Linked DNA regions of Hordeum vulgare: region 1 is linked to region 2. The links are chromatin contacts, called in public Hi-C maps. All regions are on one chromosome and are shown on one strand. Each heading gives the region's core, a stretch centred on a gene start, on an enhancer-like site or on the middle of the called end of the contact. The rest is flanking DNA. Distances are from core to core; before and after follow the strand shown. Region 1 has its middle 150 kb from the start of LOC123397502. Region 2 has its middle 25 kb from the start of LOC123397502.

Region 1 (6,650 bases), core at 1,349-3,848, 120 kb after region 2:
CCCCCTGGCCGCGGCTAGGGGGCTTGTGGGGTCCTTGGTGGCCCCCTGCCTTGGTTCTCAAGTTCCCCGATCTTCTTCTGTTTCGGAAAAAGTATTTTTGGAAGTTTTATTCCGTTTGGACTCCATTTAAAATCCTCCTCTGAAAGGGGTCAAAAACACGAAAAAAACAGGAACAGGCACTTGGCACTGAGTTAATAAGTTAGTCCCAAAAAGATATAAAAGGCATACAGAACATCCAAAGTTTGACAGGATAATAGCATGAAACCATCAAAAATTATAGATACGTTGGAGACGTATCAAGAAGCATTCATGACAACTTCATGTGCGTGCAAAACATGGCACGAAGGCTGCACAAATGCAGGACCCAACCCTTGTGTTCAAGCTGGACATTCGCAAGGCCTTCGACTCTGTGAAATGGGAATACATTCTCGACCTCCTTCGGCGGAAGGATTTCCCGCCCAAATTTTGGGATTGAGTCATGGCTCTCCTCTTCACTTCTTCCTCGAGGATCCTGCTCAAAGGTGTGGCGGGCCGGCCTATCAAGCACGGGCTCAGTCTCCCGCAAGGGGGTCCCCTCTCCCCTCTCCTCTTTGTCATTGCCATTGACGTTCTGCAACATCTGCCTGAGCTTGCAGCAAGAAAGGGAATGCTTTGCAAGGTTCAAGAAAGAGGGGCTATGGTTCGCACCTCGTTGTACGCGGATGATGCGGCTATCTTCGTGACCCCTCTCAAAAGGGATATCGATTATCTCTCAGCCATCTTGCGCGGTTTCGGGGAGATTACCGGTTGTGCACCAACTTCCACAAGAGCTCGATTGTTCCCACCAAATGCAATGACCTAAACTTTGAGTGCATTCTGCAGAGCCTTCCGGCCAAGAAGATGACCTCCCCCCTTAGATACTTGGGTCTCCCTCTGTTGGTTAGGAAGTTGAAGATAGTGGACCTCCAGTTCCTCGAGGATAAGGTTGCGAGCAAGCTGTTGACCTATGAGGGCTAGAACATCACCACCATTGGGCGTACGCCACTGGTTAATTAAGTCCGTCATTTCCTCACTTTTTGTCTACTTCGGCACCTCCTTGGTTATTCCTCCTGCCATAATGCACAATATCAACAAGTTTGAGCGGACATTCCTTTGGTTGGGGTCGGACAAGATGACGGGCGCCAAGTGCAAAGTAAACTAGAACATTGTGTGCCGCCCGCTGGAATATGGAGGCTTTGGAGTTTTAAACACACACAAATTCGCGCAGGCCCTGCGCTTGAGGTGGCCCTGGTTCAAGTGGAAAGCCGTACACAAGTTGTGGGTCGGTTTGGGAAACCCGTGCGATGAAAAAGACCTGGATCTCCTCTATGCGTCAACAACAATTACGATGGGTAATCACTCCAAGACGCCATTATGGGACTCGCCTTGGCTGCATGGGTGCAAGCCTAGAGATTTGGCACCAGTCGTCTTCATGGCCTCCGCCAGGAAGAACTGGAAGGTGCGTGAGGCCCTAAAAGGTAACACGTGGATTCTCAACATCAAAACCACCACCGTTGTCTCCATCGAGCACATCTGTCAATTCTTCACCTTATGGGCGGCGTTGAATGACGTCCACCTCGATGACTTCACCGATGATACCATTGTATTGAAACACACAACAAGGGGACACTACTCCACAACCTCTGCCTACAAGGCCCAATTCCTTGGTTTGGTATTCTCCCCCATGGAGAATATGATCTGGAGGGTTTGGGGGTTCTTCGCGTGACTGGCTATCCAAGATCGAATTTGGACTGCTGATGGGCTGGAGAAAAGGGGTTGGCCGAATTGTGGACTATGCACCCTTTGCAAGCGTGAGCAAGAAAGTAGACCACATATATTCTCCAAACGTCGTTACACGCTGAGGCTTTGGAGCATGGTAAGGAAAAAATATGGGCTCCATCACCTCCATCACCCAATAGGAAGGCAATGACTTCTCTTATCATGGTTGTCTCATGGATGGTATAGAATGAAAGAAATGCTCGGGGCCTTCCATCACATGAGCACTTCACCGTCCATTCTCTTAAATATCATTGATCCGCTGAGGCTTTGGAGCATGGTAAGGAAGAAATATGGGCTCCGTCACCTCCATCACCCAATAGGAAGGCAATGACTTCTCTTATCATGGTTGTCTCATGGATGGTATAGAATGAAAGAAATGCTTGGGGCCTTCCATCACAGGAGCACTTCACCGTCCATTCTCTTAAATATGATTGATCAAGAGGCAAACCTCTGGATCATCATTGGGGCAAAGAGACCGGACATCATCATTACGCGCAAGTAATCCCACGTGCCGTGTATGAGTGCACCATTTGTAACAAACAATTCTCCTCTTTTATTTAATATATGAAACAAATCTTTTGCTCCCGTTTCAAAAAAACAACAACACAGAATCCTCTGATCTGATTCGGTCTGTGTAGAAAATTAATCTGACCCAAATAGCCACGGACGGACATTCTAGGCAGAAGTGGAATTTGCACTATGATCCAAACAGCTTAAATCACGGTTGGTGCTAACCAGGCCCTTTCTTCAAGCCCCACCCAACCAGTGGGCGTTCCATCATTTATGCCAATTCCAGTAGAACACCCTCGTTCAAGTACTTTTGGCACTTGAAGCCTTCAACCCACCACACCACGCCGGTGCGTGTGGCACGACGGCGGCAGATAGGACGACCCACGTACGGGACCATGCGCATGTCGATCTAGAAATGAGAAGCAGAGTTAATGGCGGCAGCAGCCCTCTTGTGAACCCTCAAGACCCACCTCACCCACCAGATTTACACCGCCCGCGTACGTGCGTACGTGCTCGTGCTTGTGCTCGACCGCTGATCCGATCTGCCATTGGGCGAGTGCACTACTACGTCCCAATTTGTGTGGACACACGGCACACCTGAATCTGATGGTTGCGGCCATTAAGATGTCGCCACTACTGTTGCCGTGAGTGCTGCCGATTCAATTTGCACAGCGGGAAACATGAGACTGCCGAGAGGACGGGCGTAGTACATGCATGATTGACGGGTTCCGGGGAACAGATCCAGATGCCGTAACCTAAGCCTGACAAAACCCAGAGATGCTTCGTGTTTTTTTTTTTGATCGGTAGCTTCGTTAGCTGGTTGCATAACGACCAAGCAAAGGAGAGAGGCCGCTTGCCAGCTTAATCATCACTCACGAGACGCCGCGACATGGCTCGCGTGTTAGACGTGTGCCATCGCTAGCGGCAAACCTGCACCGTCCTCTCCAGCGTCTGTTTGCTCCACTCCAGCTACTACCACCGAGTACGTACGTACTGCTTTGCCCGCGCAACTCGACAGTTCAGACCACTTGTCCTGCCGATGTGGGTAGCTAGCTGCTTGACCTGCAGGTAGTAGCTAAGCTCAGAGAGCCCCAGGGAGACAAGGGCGTTATATTCCGACCTACGCCACGTACGTCCTTGTCCACAGCCTGGTTGATGGCGTCTACCGCCTTATTACTGTCGCCAAACAGCTCGATCGACAACGCGCGCTCTGTCTGTGGTGAAGACGAGCTATCGATCTCGCGCGGAGAGGGACGGACCGAAAGGAGGATCTGCCGGGCGGAGAGGCCAGCGCGCGGCCACGTCGGTGAGCGGCGCGCGGCGGCACCTGGTACCTGGCCAGTCTTGAGCTTGGGGTTTTGACAGTCACCAGTTACCAGCGACCGGGGCCGTGGCGTCGGCGTCGGGCGGGATCCGGCGCATCCCGGGCGATGGCCAGCGGGTCCGGGGGTCGGCGTCCCGGACGGCGACGCGAGTTGGACGCGCGCACTCACTGTGGCGCGCATGCACCCGCTTTTGGACGGGGCATCACGTCGGCATCCGATGCCCGGACGGGGCCGATCGATGCATCCCGAGCGATCCGACTCCCTGGTTGCCACTTTTAGGAGCTGCGCCGGAGGCAGCGACCTGTCCCCTGCCACTGCCAGCGTCTGCATGCCTGCTCATGCCGCTTAAATTGTTCCACAGAGGTTTCACGCCGTTTAAATGACTTACTAGCAAACAAAATGCCTGTGCGTTGTAACGGAAAGTAAATATTTTATTTTATTTAACCTATTATTTTAATTTTAATTTAATTTTAGTTTTGACTCGTCATATTGATGACGTGCACTTACGATAAGGCCGACCTATAAATTGACTTTATTTAAAAAACCTATATGTATCACTTTCACATACACAGAATGAAACACAAATTAATATCGTATTTGTCGGTTCAATATTAACGTTCATGACTATCACACAAATAGTTTGAACAGTTTTAAAATGAACCATCACGTACTTATAATGTTTATGAATTTATAAGTGTATGTACATCACAAAATTGCTTATATATTCACTACAAAAAGATAGTATAGTCCGATGGTAAGTACGCATGGATTTCACAAAAAATAAGGTATATACATACGGTCCTAGATCGCCCAACATGTATAAAGAGAGAATCTCATGCAAATATAGCGTTGCCAAGGACTATATTTTTTCCTTCGCTCGCTCCTTGCCAACCAACGCCGGTACGAAATAAAGACGTACCGTGTATCATCTATTAAGTTGCACCCTAAATTGCATTTTTAAAATAATGAACATGTAAAATAACGCTATATTCAATTTCGACATATTTTTCTAATCAAATTTCGTATATGACATATTAAAATTGAAGTTACGGTTTAAGAGATATGTTTATTTTAAAATATATATTAATTCTTAATAGAAGCGGGATGATTAACATATATTAGGGGTTTCTATGTAAAATTGGAAAACGGTTCATAGTCAATTAAAAGAGGGACTGCAGGTTAGTTCGGATTAAATATAGAGGGTTTTGCATAAAACGTAAAAAACGATTCGACCTGACTTACAGAAGGACTACATGTTAATTACATGAAAAGACAAAGACTTTTTTGCAAAAAGGTCAGCAACGTACAACCAGAAGCAGTACCTGCTTTATTATTAGGTAGAGATTAATCAGGAGGAATATCGTGAAGATCAATCATATATACATGAGTCATCCACACATATTTATTTGGAAGTGCCTAGAACTCATCTAGGAATAAATGAGATATAATTTGGTCTCATCCACATAAAAAAAACAACAGATACAACGATATCACCACACATGCATCTTAAAGTATCACATTCAATGACTATAAAAGGTGAATAGACATATCTAAAACTTAACTAGATGAGTTCTAGCAAAACTGAATTTATTTACCTCAACATGCAAGCATGCAACCTCGACATGCAATTATGAATAGGATAAGACTCACCTCAATATGGAATCATGCATGAGAAAAGACTCTGTACAACATTTAATCATGCATGGAAATTTATTCCCAACGTAATTATTTTACTTATATTCGATAAATATTATTACAACTATATATGATCAAATATGCTAGTGAAGTTGTGTCTATCATACCTTATCATGGAACTTGTTAAGGCCCACTAAGGTTTCAATGGTTTAAATGTTATTAAAATATGAAATAATTAATGGAGCATATAATCTAGTGCGATAAAGTTATCCAATAGACCGATTGTGAAAATATGCATTTATGTGTCCTCGGCAAAAAGAAAAAGCATTTCGGGTCATTGTGACATAAATATACACTAAACTACTTTTTTTGTCGAGTACACACACCATCGTATTTTTTCAATCTCTTCCTTTGTTCATGTTATATCCTGCTGGGATCGTAAATCTTGTATTTTCCATATCCATACAATCGAGTTCTTATGTTTTTAAAATAGTGTAATGGAAAAAGAAGTGCCTTGAGCTATTTGACTCGGGCCTGTTCTGAAAAAGTCGAGGTATCCCGAATTGTTTGTTGACATGGACAAAGTAAGGAAAAACCTCTCAAAGAATTTCCATATTGACCTTCGACATATAAGAGGTCCGAATCGAATCTTTTTAGGAAGAGGATCTTTTGTCTCATGGTAGCCTGCTCCAGTCCCCTTATAAAACTTCTGTTATTGGGTTATCCATACACTTCACATGTTTCTAGTTATTCATGTATGTTGTTTCGGTTTTTTTTGCGGGATTTTTGAGAAATTTTACAACATCGAAGACATTAACTAGTTAGGTGATAAACTATAATAGAAAATCCTACTCATAATAAGTTATATATATTTATTTTCATTTTTCATGTTATCGACCTAAATTTTCATCAACCAATTTCTGTAGCAACGTGTGGGGTATTCTCTAATTTGAGTAGTGCTCGGCTTCGGCTCATGGTTGCGGAATTGTGTTGGTCAGAGCATCTATAACCAGAGCCCTCATATCCACCGCAACGTCCACACGGATTGTCTTGTCACTGCCCGGATGGTAAAACGCCACCAAACATGATGGGGCAGATCCAACTGAAAGGCATGAGCTGACTGGCAACCCCCATACTCTCGCATATGTGGGGCTGATATGGGGACGCCTCGACGCATCCACCGCATAGGACTGACCGCAAAGGCCCTCCCAATTTGCTTGAAGTCGCCCCCTCCTTGCCCGATATGTCTTGTTCATCTTATCTTTTCTACCTCGTTCTCATAGCTGTCGTCGTTGCTCCGTTGTCGTACCCAACCCACAGCTTCACCATTGAGGGACCCAACCCACAACACCATCTACCGTGTCGATACCAGACTAGGTGACC
Region 2 (6,674 bases), core at 3,654-6,153:
AATCCTCTACAAGTCAAATTCCACCTCAATCCCCTCCAATCCTCTTCAATCCCCTCCTTGGTGGGATTAACCGAACAAGCCCTAAAGCAGCTCGCTACTGCTCACCGCATGACCACAAGCCATCTCTCTCACTCGCTTGATCGGCTCGCTCCTACTGGTTCAAGGAGGAATAACCATCACTTCATTGAAAATATTGACTTCCGCTGTTTTATAGATAAAAAAAATCATATATTCAAAAAAATAATCATGGATTTAAAAAGGTTCCTGAATAGCAAAAAAAAAGTTGATGAACTTGAAAAAATATTCATTGATTTGAAAAAAAAACTCATGACTTTTGAAAACTGTTGATGTTTTTATAAAAATGTTCATGAAAGCAAAAAACTCTTTATGGATTTACTTATGAATTTAAAAAGGAAAAGTCTAACACTCAGCCAGCGGATTCAACCTGGGGCATCTGCCACCACTAACGCTTGACACGTGTCCTTTATTGGCCGGTCAACGCTCTACTCTCGCTCAGTCAATTTGCTTTTCTCCACCGCTTGGTTCTCTGCACCTCTTTCTGCAGCATGATCTCTGCTTAAAAAAATAATTATAACATCATCTGTGTTGCAAAACTTTCTGTAGCAAGATCTATGTTACAAGGTTTCTGCAACATGATCTTTGTTGCAAAAATAAAGATCCACATGCGACCGCTAGATTGCGAGATCTGACGGCGATCCGCCGACTGTTTGTTTCAGGAGTTATTTCTGCAACGCGGTCGTCGTTTCTGCAATGCGATTGTTGTTTTAGAAATTACTTCTATAACATGGCCATTGTTTCTGTGACGGAGATGATGGTTCAGAAATTAACCTAGGCTTCTCGATGCCATCTGCTCGAAGACGACAATTTAGCTCCTGCGCGCCGGCGGCGGCGCTGCGCCGGGCGCAACTCTGTCAAGGCCGAGGAAGAGTGTCTAGTTTCTGCAACAGACCGTTTGTTGCGGGAAATAACAACCGACCATGCGGCGGGATGCAGACGCTAGATCAAACAGCTGTCGGCTCGGGCATCCAACGGTTATCCAGGTGACGAATACTTTTTAGAAATCAACCGACGGATGCGTAGCGTTCCCCATTTAAAAATGTTCATGGATTTGAGAAATGTTAACAAATCTGAAAAAATATCTGTTCAATTTAAAAAGTTTACAAATTTGAAAAAAATATGTTTATGGACTTTGATGACATGAGTTTCGAAGGGATCATGGATTTGAAAAAGCTCCACTAATCCCGAAATGAAAAATAAAAATCATAAAAATATATTAAAAGTCGACCAGAATACTTAGCAAAGAACCGGTAAAAGAAGCAAAGAAAAGAAAAAACTATCAGGAAGCTTTCTAAAAATCTGTGCAAATTGTAAACCTAAATGGGCCAGGCCATCTAACAGGAACGCCTCCCCATTCTCCAGCGTGTGTTCTCGCTCATAAAATAAAATAGCTTGTGCGCTCGCTAAAGGAAGGCTAGTACTATTTGGGCGCGTAAGAAATTCCCTAGTTTATTTTCCCGAGAATCAAGAAATTCCCTAGTTATTATACTACCACCGAATCGGCTATGGTGCATCTGCTTTGCTGGGCTAATAGGAACGAAGAAGAAGACACCTACAAGGACAAAGAACCAAAAGCCCACCGTACGTAGTGTACATGGCCGTATATCCGCGCCGTCCGGCGTGCCCGGCGCGGCGCCCGCCCGCGCTGGCGCGCGACACGTCGCGGGCGGCACGAGCACCAGCCTGACGAGGCCTACGCGCGTAGCCTAGCCACCACCACGCACCGCGTCACGTACGCATGCATGTAAGCATGCATCCATCACAGCTACCGTAGTAGGCTTGCTACCCCGCCATAGCTGTACTGTGACCATACCGGCGCATGGCCGGATTGACTGGTCCGGTCAGGCATCAGAGCGCGCCCCCGTCCGGCGGCCTGGCACTGGCACGCGCACACGCAGCCCAACGCCTCGCGCCCCCGCCTCGTCGTCGTCTCCTTCCATCATACGTACGTGACCGACGGTAATGAGGATGAATCATGAATGGATGATCACGCATGCTTAGACGCGCGCGCGCGCACGCACGCATGGTCCCGCGCGCCCGCCCCGGAGGGAGAGAGAGGCCTCTCGTCGGGATGCATGGCATGGCAGAGGGCATGCAGTGCGCCAGTCCGGCCGGCATGCAGCGGCAGCGGCAGGTAGCCCCATCGACTGTGATCGCTGCCGATCTCGACGCTAAAGCTAAGCTTCTGCTGACTGCTGGGGCGGTGCATCATGCGGCGGTAGCTCAGCGTGCAAAGGTTAAGGAGACGCGTAATAAGGGCCAGTGAGTGAGGCAGCAGCATGCAGCGTGCAGGCGCAGATGCATTGCTGCGGTAGCCAGGGGGCGAGCTAGGCTGGACGAGGGGAGCTGATCCATGCATCTCCAGAGATGAGGTAGTCCCCTGCTGCGCGCTGCATGCATGCCCTGCCGTCCACCTCCCGGGCCGCGGCCAGTTCAGTGTTCAGAGCCACCGTCGATCTATCCCTGCATGCGCCTTTAATGATGCAGCGGGACGTGCACCCATGGTGTGTGTCTATATATGTGGTCCTCCGTCTCGGCCTCTTCCGAGAAACAAATGCAGGATTTCTTCTCCTAGAAAGATCGGTTTTGCTAAAACAATCTAAATATAAATAAATATAGCATATCTAAGTTCTATATCATTGATCTTATGTAAAGATTCATGTGAGTATTTTTTTTCTTTTTTTTTAATATTTAATTAATCATTTAGATGTGCAATAACTATGTCACATCTAGATGTGTCATAGACACTAAAAAGGTAGTATAGAGCCGCCAGAGAACAAATATGGTGGTATCATGGATATAGTTAGCACCATGCATGAATGCAAAAGCTTGTTATTTAACGTGTGCCTTTTCGACGGGCCACTGACGTGGTGTTTAAAATGTATGGTCGGTGTTTAAAATGTATGGTTTTATGCAGCTCTGACGTTAGCCGTCAACGGGATCAAGACGCCATCAACTTCATCATCGCAGACCTCCAAACGATGGCCATCCACTTAGCGCCGTCGCTACTTCCGCCACCCCCGAGCCGGATTAGCTTCTGCATTCGCGGTCTTTTCTGCATGTGTGTTATTTTGGTTTTTAAGGCTAGTTGAGCTGCGCCTTTAGCAGAATCCCAAATATTTGATGTCCTGATATCTTGGTGTGTGTGTTTGAATTTAAACCTATGCATATATATATATATATATATATTCGTCGTTTGATGGTTGCTTTATATATAAAGTGGTAAGAAAGCCTTTTTCAGTGATTTACAAAGTTAGGATGAGCCCATGCCTGCATCAGTGGTAAGATCGATCACCGTCTAACGGAAGTCCAACTCGATCTTTGTGGCCAACTTGCACTACTGTGAGTCACAGTAGTATCAACTTCACGATCGATCCATCTCTCTACAGGATAAAGATGCGTGGGACATGTGCTTTGACGAAGAATTAATCGCCTGAAAAGACGATGTACAGCAACGTACGGCCCTTACTTGGCAAGGCCCCATGCATCCTGTGAATCAGCTCTCGTTTCGCTTTCCCGTCAATCAAGAAAAAGATCCAGGCCAGCCACACGGGCTCCAGCCTTCCAGGTTACAAGCATACTCAACCAGAACTAGAGAACAGATCAAAACCAACCAAACCAGTGCAGCTCACATGAACTACTACTAGGTAGTAGTGCTTGTCGACCTCGCGCGCTACACACATGCATCCTCCAGCGCCCACCGCTAGCGCATCGCCGTCGCCCAACCCAACCCTGGAGACGACGGCGGCCTCTCGCGCGCGTGCGTGCGTGCGTACGAACCCGGCCTGCCTGCGCCTCACGTCCCGGGCGGCCGGGCAGGCGGGCACCGGCCGACGGCGACGTGCTCCTGCACCGGCCGGCCAGTGGCCAACCAATGCGGTGGACCGTGCAACACGCCCCAGTTCGACCCGTCGCCGTCGACGTAGTAATGGCAAACTCGCGCAAACCACAAGTAGCTCGCTTGCCGCGTCGACGTACCGCACTTGACGCATGCGTCCATCGACCCGCAACCATCGAGCGATCTAGTCGTATGCACTCCATTAGATTATTTAAGGGATGTGGTTGGGGCCTAACCATCCGAGAGAGACCAGACCACAGTGTAACACACACACACACACACACACACACACACACACACGGACGCGCAATAAAATCATGGCGATCGAGCGGGAGCCCTAGATGAGTAAGCCACTACTTGCACCCGTCACACACACGCCCCTTGACATTGCATGCAAGCTGCTATTGCAAAATTAACCATGGTCATGCCACACAAACGGGGCGAATTCAAGCAGGGCACATGACACATCACATGCAATGCAATGCGCGCACCGGTTTTGCCACATCGGTAAAGCCGAGCGGAACGGGGCATGCAGAGGCAGCAGCAGCAGCAGCCTGCAGCAGGTGCACTGTGCGCGCACGTACGTACGTACGTGGCCAGCTGCATGCGGCGTACTTGGACCGTTCATCGTTTTCACCACCCCATTGGCCGCTTTCCGGCTCAGGCACGGACCCTAGCTCACCACGCCACGCGCACAGTGGCATGCATGCAAATGCAATGCAGCCGCATGCTGCGCGAGCGAGATGAGCTGGTCCGGAAACGAGGGAGGAGCAGCGCTCGTACCGCTGCCAGTGCGTGTTTGTTTGGGAATACGATGCGAGCGAAAGGATAGTTCCGGCCCCGAGACTTTTCTCCTCCATCTATCTACTATCTATCTATCTATCCGTCCGTCTGGGTCTGGCCGGGAGGACCAGCAGCTGTACCTTTGTACCCGTCCATGGCCGCGATGCGCGCCGGGGAAGCGGCAGGCAGAGGAGGCGGTCGCTTTCCCCGGCCTGTGCCGTGGGGGCGAGGAGGGAGGGAGGCAAGCTCCTTCCCACTCGTGGACAGGTGCTGGGCAGCCATCGCTTTTAAGGGAGGGGCAGGGGCAGGGGCAGGGGCAGGGTGTGTGGTTCGCTGGGTCGATCCGATCGACATCTACCGTCTGTGCTCGCTTTTGCTTGGTTGCTACAAATGGTGAGGTGCGCGCTGCGGGCCGCGTAGCCATCTGCAGGTAAACGATAGGGCCTCACAGTTGTGCGTGTCCACGTCCGCCCGCCCCCCCCCCCCCCCCCCCCCCCCCCCCCCGCGCGTACCTGTCAGCCAGTCTTCAAACTTTTGGCAATTGATGCGTTTTATGTCTCCTTCCACTTCCTTTGCCAACATTTATATGTGTTGCTTCTAATGTTCCCCAAAATGCTTGTTATTCCTCGGTGGTGTTGTGTTGATTGGTTCCTGTGCCTGATGCTGATGCTGATGCTGACAGATGAAAACTGGTGTGTGTGTGTGTGTGTCAATCAACCTGGTTTTCTTGTGGTTAGGTGCCCACCAATTTCTGCTTAGTTCAGTCTATTAAGCAAAGATTTTGACTCGGGTTTATAATGTTAGCGCCGATGACTTGATTAAACAGATCAAGTAAAGTGATCATTGAAAAAAATATACAGGCTAGAACTCATTTAAATGAGTTATAATTTGGTTCTATTTACCTAATGTTGAGTATCGTGATTGTATTGCAAACATAGCATATACTAGGAAGTATTTTGGTTTGTCTTGTACTTTAAGTAGATCATGAACTTCTATATATATAGGCCACTACTACAGATCAACCGGCTGATAACATGCAAACGTAAGCCTCCTCAACAACCGTTAGATGGCCCGCCGCATACCCGTTAGTTAAGTTCAACGCAGAGATTGCATGCAACAACTCTCAAATGAACGCAACGATGGTGCCCAGCTGCTCGCCATCAATCCCATCTCACTGTGGCGTTGGTGAGCCATCGACAGTGTTCCAACGTAGCAGCACCAGAGCCAATGAAAATAAAAGCTTCAACGCAACTCTGACGACCCCGGGGAAGCTCCACTGCAGCTCCATGTCAGCAACGCGGCTCGAAAGAAAACTCCAACGCAGGACCATCGGCATCCCGGCGAAGCTCCACTGCAGCCCCGACTGCGCTCCATTGCAACCGCGGCGAAACTCCATTGAAACCACCGACGCGCCCCGTTCCGGCGAAGCTCCATAGCAGCCCCGACCGTGGTCCATTGCTGTTCTCCGTTGCTTTTTATTGCTTTGGTCGATTAGTAGATTGTAACTCCAAGCGGGGGCGTTATGCATGATTATGGGTTCATGCCCCCTGATGTCTAGCTTGAGTGACAGAAACATGAAACTAGGGGATGTGTTGTTGCCACCAGGGAGAAAATAACGGTGCTTGTGACCACGGTTGCAAGGATTGTTTACCTTACGCGAAGTTCGTTAATGCAGTTGTCCGTTGCTTTGAGTTTACACTTTGGGTGGGGCTCGCAACTTAATACCAGCGAGATGTTCTGGATAGACATGTCAAGGTGGATGATTAGTAAGTAGATGCTAATGGATAAACGGTCTACTTGTCTTGGCGTACTGCCCATTAATTTTGAGCCTCTAACTTTCTTGTAGCATGATTAGCATAGCGGTGCGTGTATAATTCTGTCAATTGCCCAACTGTAATTGGTTTACCCATCATAGTTGTTTATCGTCTTTTGGGAGAGAGACGTCACTAGTGAACATCTTGTGACTCAGGTCCAT

What was found. A called contact is a pair of places that touch in the nucleus more often than the background predicts.
Region 1: a Hi-C map of leaf shows a contact between it and region 2, with 9 times the contacts expected there. The contact joins two enhancer-like sites. A contact is called at or near these places in 3 of 6 Hi-C or Micro-C datasets (leaf and seedling).

The regions. Positions count from the first base shown.
Region 1 is chr5H:452,908,528-452,915,177 of MorexV3_pseudomolecules_assembly, forward strand. No RefSeq gene overlaps it. Among protein-coding and RNA genes, the nearest start is that of LOC123397502, 150 kb to the left of the region's middle. Within about 2 kb of position 2,599, at least 3 of the 3 cell types and tissues checked have open chromatin away from gene starts, as enhancers often do. A contact at or near this core is called in leaf and seedling, where this site is marked.
Region 2 is chr5H:452,786,053-452,792,726 of MorexV3_pseudomolecules_assembly, forward strand. No RefSeq gene overlaps it. Among protein-coding and RNA genes, the nearest start is that of LOC123397502, 25 kb to the left of the region's middle. Within about 2 kb of position 4,904, at least 3 of the 3 cell types and tissues checked have open chromatin away from gene starts, as enhancers often do. A contact at or near this core is called in leaf and seedling, where this site is marked.